Regions from separate parts of the Mus musculus genome. Here region 1 is linked to region 2. A link is a contact called in public promoter capture Hi-C data. All regions are on one chromosome and are shown on one strand. The core of a region is the stretch at or near the end of the contact, and the rest is flanking DNA. Distances in the headings are between cores, read along the strand shown.

What was found. Promoter capture Hi-C pulls out the DNA fragments that hold promoters and counts their contacts.
Region 1: a contact with region 2 is called in a promoter capture Hi-C map of cranial neural crest. The contact joins the promoter of Prdx4 here to the promoter of Spin2c in region 2.

Annotation. Positions count from the first base shown.
Region 1 is chrX:155,337,182-155,340,369 of GRCm38.p6, forward strand. It overlaps Prdx4 (peroxiredoxin 4), which reads right to left and starts at 1,279. Exons shown (of 7, transcript NM_016764.5): 1 at 932-1,279. The coding sequence starts at 1,181.
Region 2 is chrX:153,831,012-153,834,263 of GRCm38.p6, forward strand. Spin2c (spindlin family, member 2C) reads left to right here and starts at 1,282. Exons shown (of 2, transcript NM_001005370.1): 1 at 1,282-1,537; 2 at 2,180-3,229. The coding sequence starts at 2,182. The coding sequence ends at 2,955.

The DNA of each region.
Region 1 (3,188 bases), core at 29-2,528, 1.5 Mb after region 2:
AATTGACCCCAAAATGTTAAGTATAACTATTGTTTCACTGAATACTAGCACAGAATGTGCCACAACCACCAAAACTCAAACACACACTCACAGAATGCCAAATAATCCCTAGGAAAAGTGGGTTAGGGAAAAGCAAATAATATATGGTCTGTGTCTGTGTCCCCTGATCACTTTTTTGGCAATCTTAATATCCAGATGCAGCAGGCCTCAATTTTCTCACTATCTTCTTAGTCTGACGTGTCTTTTTCTGAGAGTGGCCACTAGCTTCAAACACTAGACAGAAAGACAAATAATGAAAAGCCCAATTGGCAGTACACAAGATTTACCACCAACCCAACTGTGCCTCTTCCGCCTCTTCCCCAGTTTCCCTCCAAAATACTCCATAAGACTTGTTTTTTTTTTTTTAAATAAACATCTATTAACTCTACAAAGTTTGGGGAGATGACTCTCAATAACAATCTTTATAAGCTAAGAGAAAAAAAGTTTGACCTCCTGACCATTTTGTTTAACCACTTTTCTGTTTAACCAAACTTTCTGTGAATCATTATTCAACTTATCAATGTACTTTCTTCCCTGGAAAAAAGAGATAGGACGGCTGCAGGCACTTTCGAATATGTAAGGAAGTATTTTAGTTTGCACAACATCCTCCACGACTGTAAGCCCGGGTCTAGAAACACCCCCATCTGCGGCTTTGGGGGTAACCGCTACCTCTCCCGAAATCTGTTCAGAGAAACCCATTTCTTTCTTCACACCAGGAACCCACCTCCAACCTCACACCCACAAAGGCATGGGGTGGACCGAGAACTCCCAGGCAGCCTTGGGGGGGGGGTGCGGCCCAACTCCAGCCCCACCCTTTTGTAGCATCCACAATTAGGGTCTAAGATTCCTCGAGTTCTACCTCCTCCACCCAAACTCGCAAGGCACCACCTACTCTTGGCTTTGCTTAGATGCAGGGAGTGATCCGCGACTGAAACCCGGGACGCCTCCCCGGGGTACACTTGTCCACCAGCGTAGAAGTGGCACTCATTTTCGCGGGTCCGGAACCGTTCATCACTCTCCAAGCCTTGCAGAGATTCGGTCCGCAACAGGAACAGCAGCAGCGGCGGCAGGAGCAACACCAGCTTTCGGGTCCAGCGACGGGACGCCGTGGTCCCGTCCAGCAGCTTGGACCGCGCCTCCATGACCAAGCAAGCGCGAAAACACGTCCCTCTGCTAAAGCACAGAGTCCCCTGCCGCCAGGCAGCCAGCTAAAACGGCGCGCTGGAGACCGCGCGACCAAGGGCGCGGCCTCGCGAGACTTGCTCCGCCCCACTCCGCCCCTCCGCCACGTGGGCGCAAGCTCCGCCCCCCCCAGTGGGCTTCTGCGCCTGCGTCAAAAGGAGAGCCAAGCTGAAGTGTTTTCCCAATTTAACAAAAGAAGTTTGCACGGGTGCCTAGTGACTGATCTCCAGAGCACTGACTGTCCCTGTCCTTGAAGGTGTACTTCCAAGTCCATCTCTGTAACAGAGCTTCCCTACCCCTCACATCATCCCCTCACAAGTTCACACTAACCTATGTGCCTGTGAAGGACTTAAAATGTAGACTTTTCGTGGTTATTTTGAGACAGGGTTTCTCTGTGTAGCCCTGGCTGCCCTGGAACTTGCTCTGTAGACCAAGCAGAGATCTACTTATCCCTGCCTCCCTGAGTGCTGGGGATTAAAGGCGTGTGCCACCACAATTTATACTTCTAATTAAGGTCACTTTCATGCATCTCATTTTGTTTTTGTTTTTGACAGATCATACTTGTATGCACTTACAGGGCACCATCTGAATGAATATAACATGGAATGTAGTCACCAACTCATTTACCTTTTTATGGGGAAACACCCAAAACAGTTATTTTGAAATATACTGGTTGACTATATTTGGCCTGTTGATTACTCTAGGTTTAGGAGGCTGGGGGCAGGGGGTGGGTGGGTTAGGCCATGGACACTACAAAATTGCTGAACTTAACAGACATGTATGTGTCCCCTGAACCTCCGGAGTGATTTGCCTGTACAGTGCCAGGACTCATCTTTTCAGCTCTTTTCAGTCCCAGAAAAACTTGAGAGCAAATAGCTAACCATTTATTTTCCTCCAACAGGCAAAAAGAAGTTTGGGGGAATTAATTTTGCTTCAAAGATTTGCTTTTCCAGTCAAGAGCTGTAAAGTTCGTAGTCACCCCTCATAGCACAGCATAACTACCCATTACCCATCGAGCCCTCTTCCTCTGCTGCCTTGCCTCTCCTACCTATGATACACTAGGGCATGCCCAGCCGCCCTTGAGTTATTGCCCCAGCGCCTAGGGGCTCAGTCCCACTTTAGCTTGTCAGACTGAATTGTGACGTCACCTGTCTGCTCCCTCAGCCCTAGTGCTGCCTTCATGAACTCCAAACCATAACTGATTTACACCCTGTTCATCCTGTTTTGAAAAATTACTATTTAAATTTTTTTTGTCTATATGTCTGTTCACTGCTTGTGTGCCTGCTATTCATAAAAGCCAGGGGAGGACATTGAAAGATCCCCTGGAACAGAAGTTACAGACAATTGAGAGCTGCCACGAGGGTGCTGGAAATCAAACCTTTGTCCTCTGGAAGAGCGTCCAGTGCTCTTAACTTCTGAGTCATCTTTCGAGCTCCCTAATCCCATCTTGAATATAAAACCTCTGACTATGGACCGTTATTATGTCTGCTCTCCCTTCCTCTACACGTTCGATCCGTTAATCCCTTCAAACCATACTTTCCCAAAGCTTAATTGACATATACTTTATGACTATTAGAACAATATTCTTTTCCTTACAGCGATCTATTACTAAACTCCGTGACTTCTCTCTCTAGACATAGTCTTTTTCAGTTTGGTGAAAACTCAAGAGATAAAAGGGTCTAATCTGAAAAGTGGTATCTCCTGGCTAGCCTTTCTCTTCCAGTAGGAATTATAGGGTAAGCGGGCGGTTTGGTGACTTAAGTGTGTCCCAGGTATGTATGTTTTAAAACCAAATGCGGTGCCACAGGTCAGGATGCAGCAGAGCTCACTCAGTCTTAAAGCATATGTCCAGGATATTTCAGTTCCCAGAAGCCCCCTCCCCCCGCCCCTCGGAGAATATGCTTACTCATTACAGTTTCCTGTAACTCTTCGCTTTCTGGAGGTCCGTAGATGATAGGCCTCTGACG
Region 2 (3,252 bases), core at 32-2,531:
TGAGTAATATTTTTAAAAACTGTAGAATATCTTTTACATTATTTTATTTTGGTGGGGGGGTACATGTATGTGGAGGTCAGAGAACAGCTTGAGGGAATCAGTTCTCTCCTTCCACCATCATCTGAGTCTCCAGAATTCAAGTCAGCAGGTAAACACCCATGCTAAGCTTCTACACAAGCCCAATATTCTTATCAACTGGGTAATATGGACTTAGGTCAAAAACCCAAGGACTACCTCTTAGAAATGTCCTGTTAGGCTACTGAAGGGAACCATTAGTAGTTTTTCATACAGTATGAAGAACTTTACTTCATAAAGTATGATTGAAACTCTTTGCCATAAAACATAATATCCACATGTATATATACACATACATTGAAGACTATAAGAGTGAAGTCTGTGCTACAGAATTAAAATTTTCACCCTATTGGTGGTCTTTGTTTCTACTTTTAAAAGAGTGACTAAAAAAAAAATGAATGTTAACTCTGAAGTGAGGGTATTGTCTACTTCTCATATTGTCATACATGCTCTACATTCAGAAATATCCAAAATTGTTTTATAGATTATTTTTAACAACCACGTTTGCATAAGTAATGCAAGCTCTTTTAGGAGCATAGAAGCAAAGCACATAAGAACTACTATTTTGTGATGAGGCAAAGGGTTTGGGGAAGAAGTGAAGCTGATCTAATGTACGATTAAGAATCTTACACATGGTGCATAAAATTCTGTAGCTGGATTCCCGTCCTCAAGAAGATGAGCAATCAAGAAAACTTACTTATGAATCGGGTCAAACAAACAGGAGAGAAGAGAGCATTTTTTTTTTTTGTTGGTTTTTTTTCCCCTTCTTTTTCATCCTAGCTCCACTAGCCTAAAACAACCGGAAAGGCAGTTTTTGCATAAAGAAAACTCCATGAGGGCACGGGGTAAAGGAAAAGCAAATTCCTGAAGGATGGAAAGCAGATGCTGTTGGGGGCACTAAAGTGTAGAGTTGCAGGTGGGGGTGGGGAACCTGAACTGAAGGAGGGAATCCTTAGGAGCTGTGCGCAAGAAGGGTTGTGTGGGGGAAGGGTTGGCGTGTGTGTGGAGAATTCCTGGCTCCTGATTTGGCAGAAGAGATGAGGACAAGACCACATTCCCCAGCTTAGAACCACGGTGTGGAGTAGGAGAGGAGGCTGTTGAACCGTGTTTGGCAGGAAGGGGCGGCCTCTCGCGGGGCAGGAAGCTACGCTAGGAAAAGAGGGAGGAGACTGCAGTGGCAGCAGCGACTGCTGGAAGCTCTTAAGTGGCCCAGGTACTGCCGCCTCTGACACTCGGGAATAAGGTGAGAGAAAGCCCAGAGCGGGGACTTCCTGGATGCTCCCTTCTTTTGCCCCGCGGCTTTCCTAGACAGGCGCTTGGCCTTAGACTCCTGGCTCTGCTCTCACAGGCGCTCATTTGGCTGCTTGCCGGCTGATCATCCTTCGCTCCAGGCTCGCAGCGGAGGCAACAGTCTTCTGTCCGATTTGGGCACGTGAGTGCTGCAAACCCAGACAGTGAGCAGGTGAGCATCGGACTAGGTGCTGGAAAATTGGAATGGGTTCCTGCTTGTCAGGAAAATTGGAGGGAGTGCTAAGATTTGAGCTGAGGGAAACTCGGAACCGAGATTTGGGGGGCGGGGCACGGAGCAAGAAACCCGGGGAATCTTATACAAAGGTGGCCAGTGCATGAAACAGATTCGTGGTGCTGAGCTCAAAGGGAAACGGGGATGATTTGGAAGACACATGAAGAAGTGAGCACAGAGCAAGCATGGGTATGGGCAGTGAGGGCGGAATGAAAAGGAGGGGGAGAGTGGGTAAGAGACATAGAAATTTCACGGAGGGATATAGAGATATGGTATTGGGGTTATAAATAGGGATGGTGGTGCGGGGCAGCTGGGATGACTACGGAACTAGCAGAGAACCGGCTGTTTCTTTGCTTGGCTCTCAAGCGCTACAACTTCCACAGCGATCTCTTCACTAACTCTGTTGTGTAACCAAACAAGCCTGGAAAGAGGCTTATGCAGGCAGGCATTTAAACACATTTTGATATAGAATACTGCTACTGGACACATGTATATCATGCACAGGGACTTCCTAATCCACAGAAAAATAACCTTAATATTTGCATAGAATGTTTTTCCCTAGATTCTCTCCTCCTCTTACAGGTATGAAGACCCCTCACAAAAAAGGTGCAGCAAAAGAGCAAATGGGAGAAGGCGTAGGTCACCACATTGGCTCTACAACCATCAAGAAGAAAAAAGCTTCTCAGAAGAGGCAGAGGAGCAGATCTTCATCCCGTAGGAGCATCGTGGGCTGTAGAATTTCTCACGGGTGGAAGGAAGGAGATGAGCCGATCACACAGTGGAAAGGGACTGTGCTGGATCAGGTGCCTATCAACCCCTCTCTCTACCTGGTGAAATATGATGGGATTGACTGTGTCTATGGACTGGAACTTCACAGAGATGAAAGGATTTTAAAGCTTAAAATCCTTCCTGATAAGGTGTCGTTCTCTGGAGTCAGCGATGTGCGCCTTGCTAATACCATAATTGGCAAAGCAGTGGAACACATGTTTGAGGGTGAGCATGGCTCTAAGGATGAATGGAGGGGGATGGTCCTGGCTCAAGCGCCTATCATGAACGCCTGGTTTTACATTACTTATGAGAGAGATCCCGTTTTGTACATGTATCAGCTTCTGGATGATTATAAAGAGGGTGACCTCCGTATCATGCCAGAGTCCAGTGCATCTCCTCCAGCAGACAGGGAGCCAGAAGGAGTTGTAGATGGCCTGATAGGTAAACATGTGGAATACACCAAAGAAGATGGCTCCAAGAGGACAGGCAAGGTCATTCACCAAGTTAAAGCCAAGCCTTCTGTGTACTTCATCAAGTTTGACGATGATTTCCATATCTATGTCTATGACTTGGTGAAAAAGAACTCTTAGGGTAAAATTTGCATAGTGTGGGGAAACAAATGTGTACGTTGTAGATGTGCAAAAAACATTAATTTTTCAGTGTATTAAAAGCTTGAGAGTTTCTGATAACCCAGAAACTTTGCCAGCAATGCTGTTGTTTTTGTTCTGGAAACTACCAGTCTGTGGACATGACCTGTTAAATGTAAAAACACATTGTCTTGTGTAAGAGATGAGTATGTTTGGTGAATGGGATATGAAGAAACAGCTGTCAAATTAACCTGTGAATAAAGTACCATTATTATTATAATTAGTCATCTAAAAAATTGA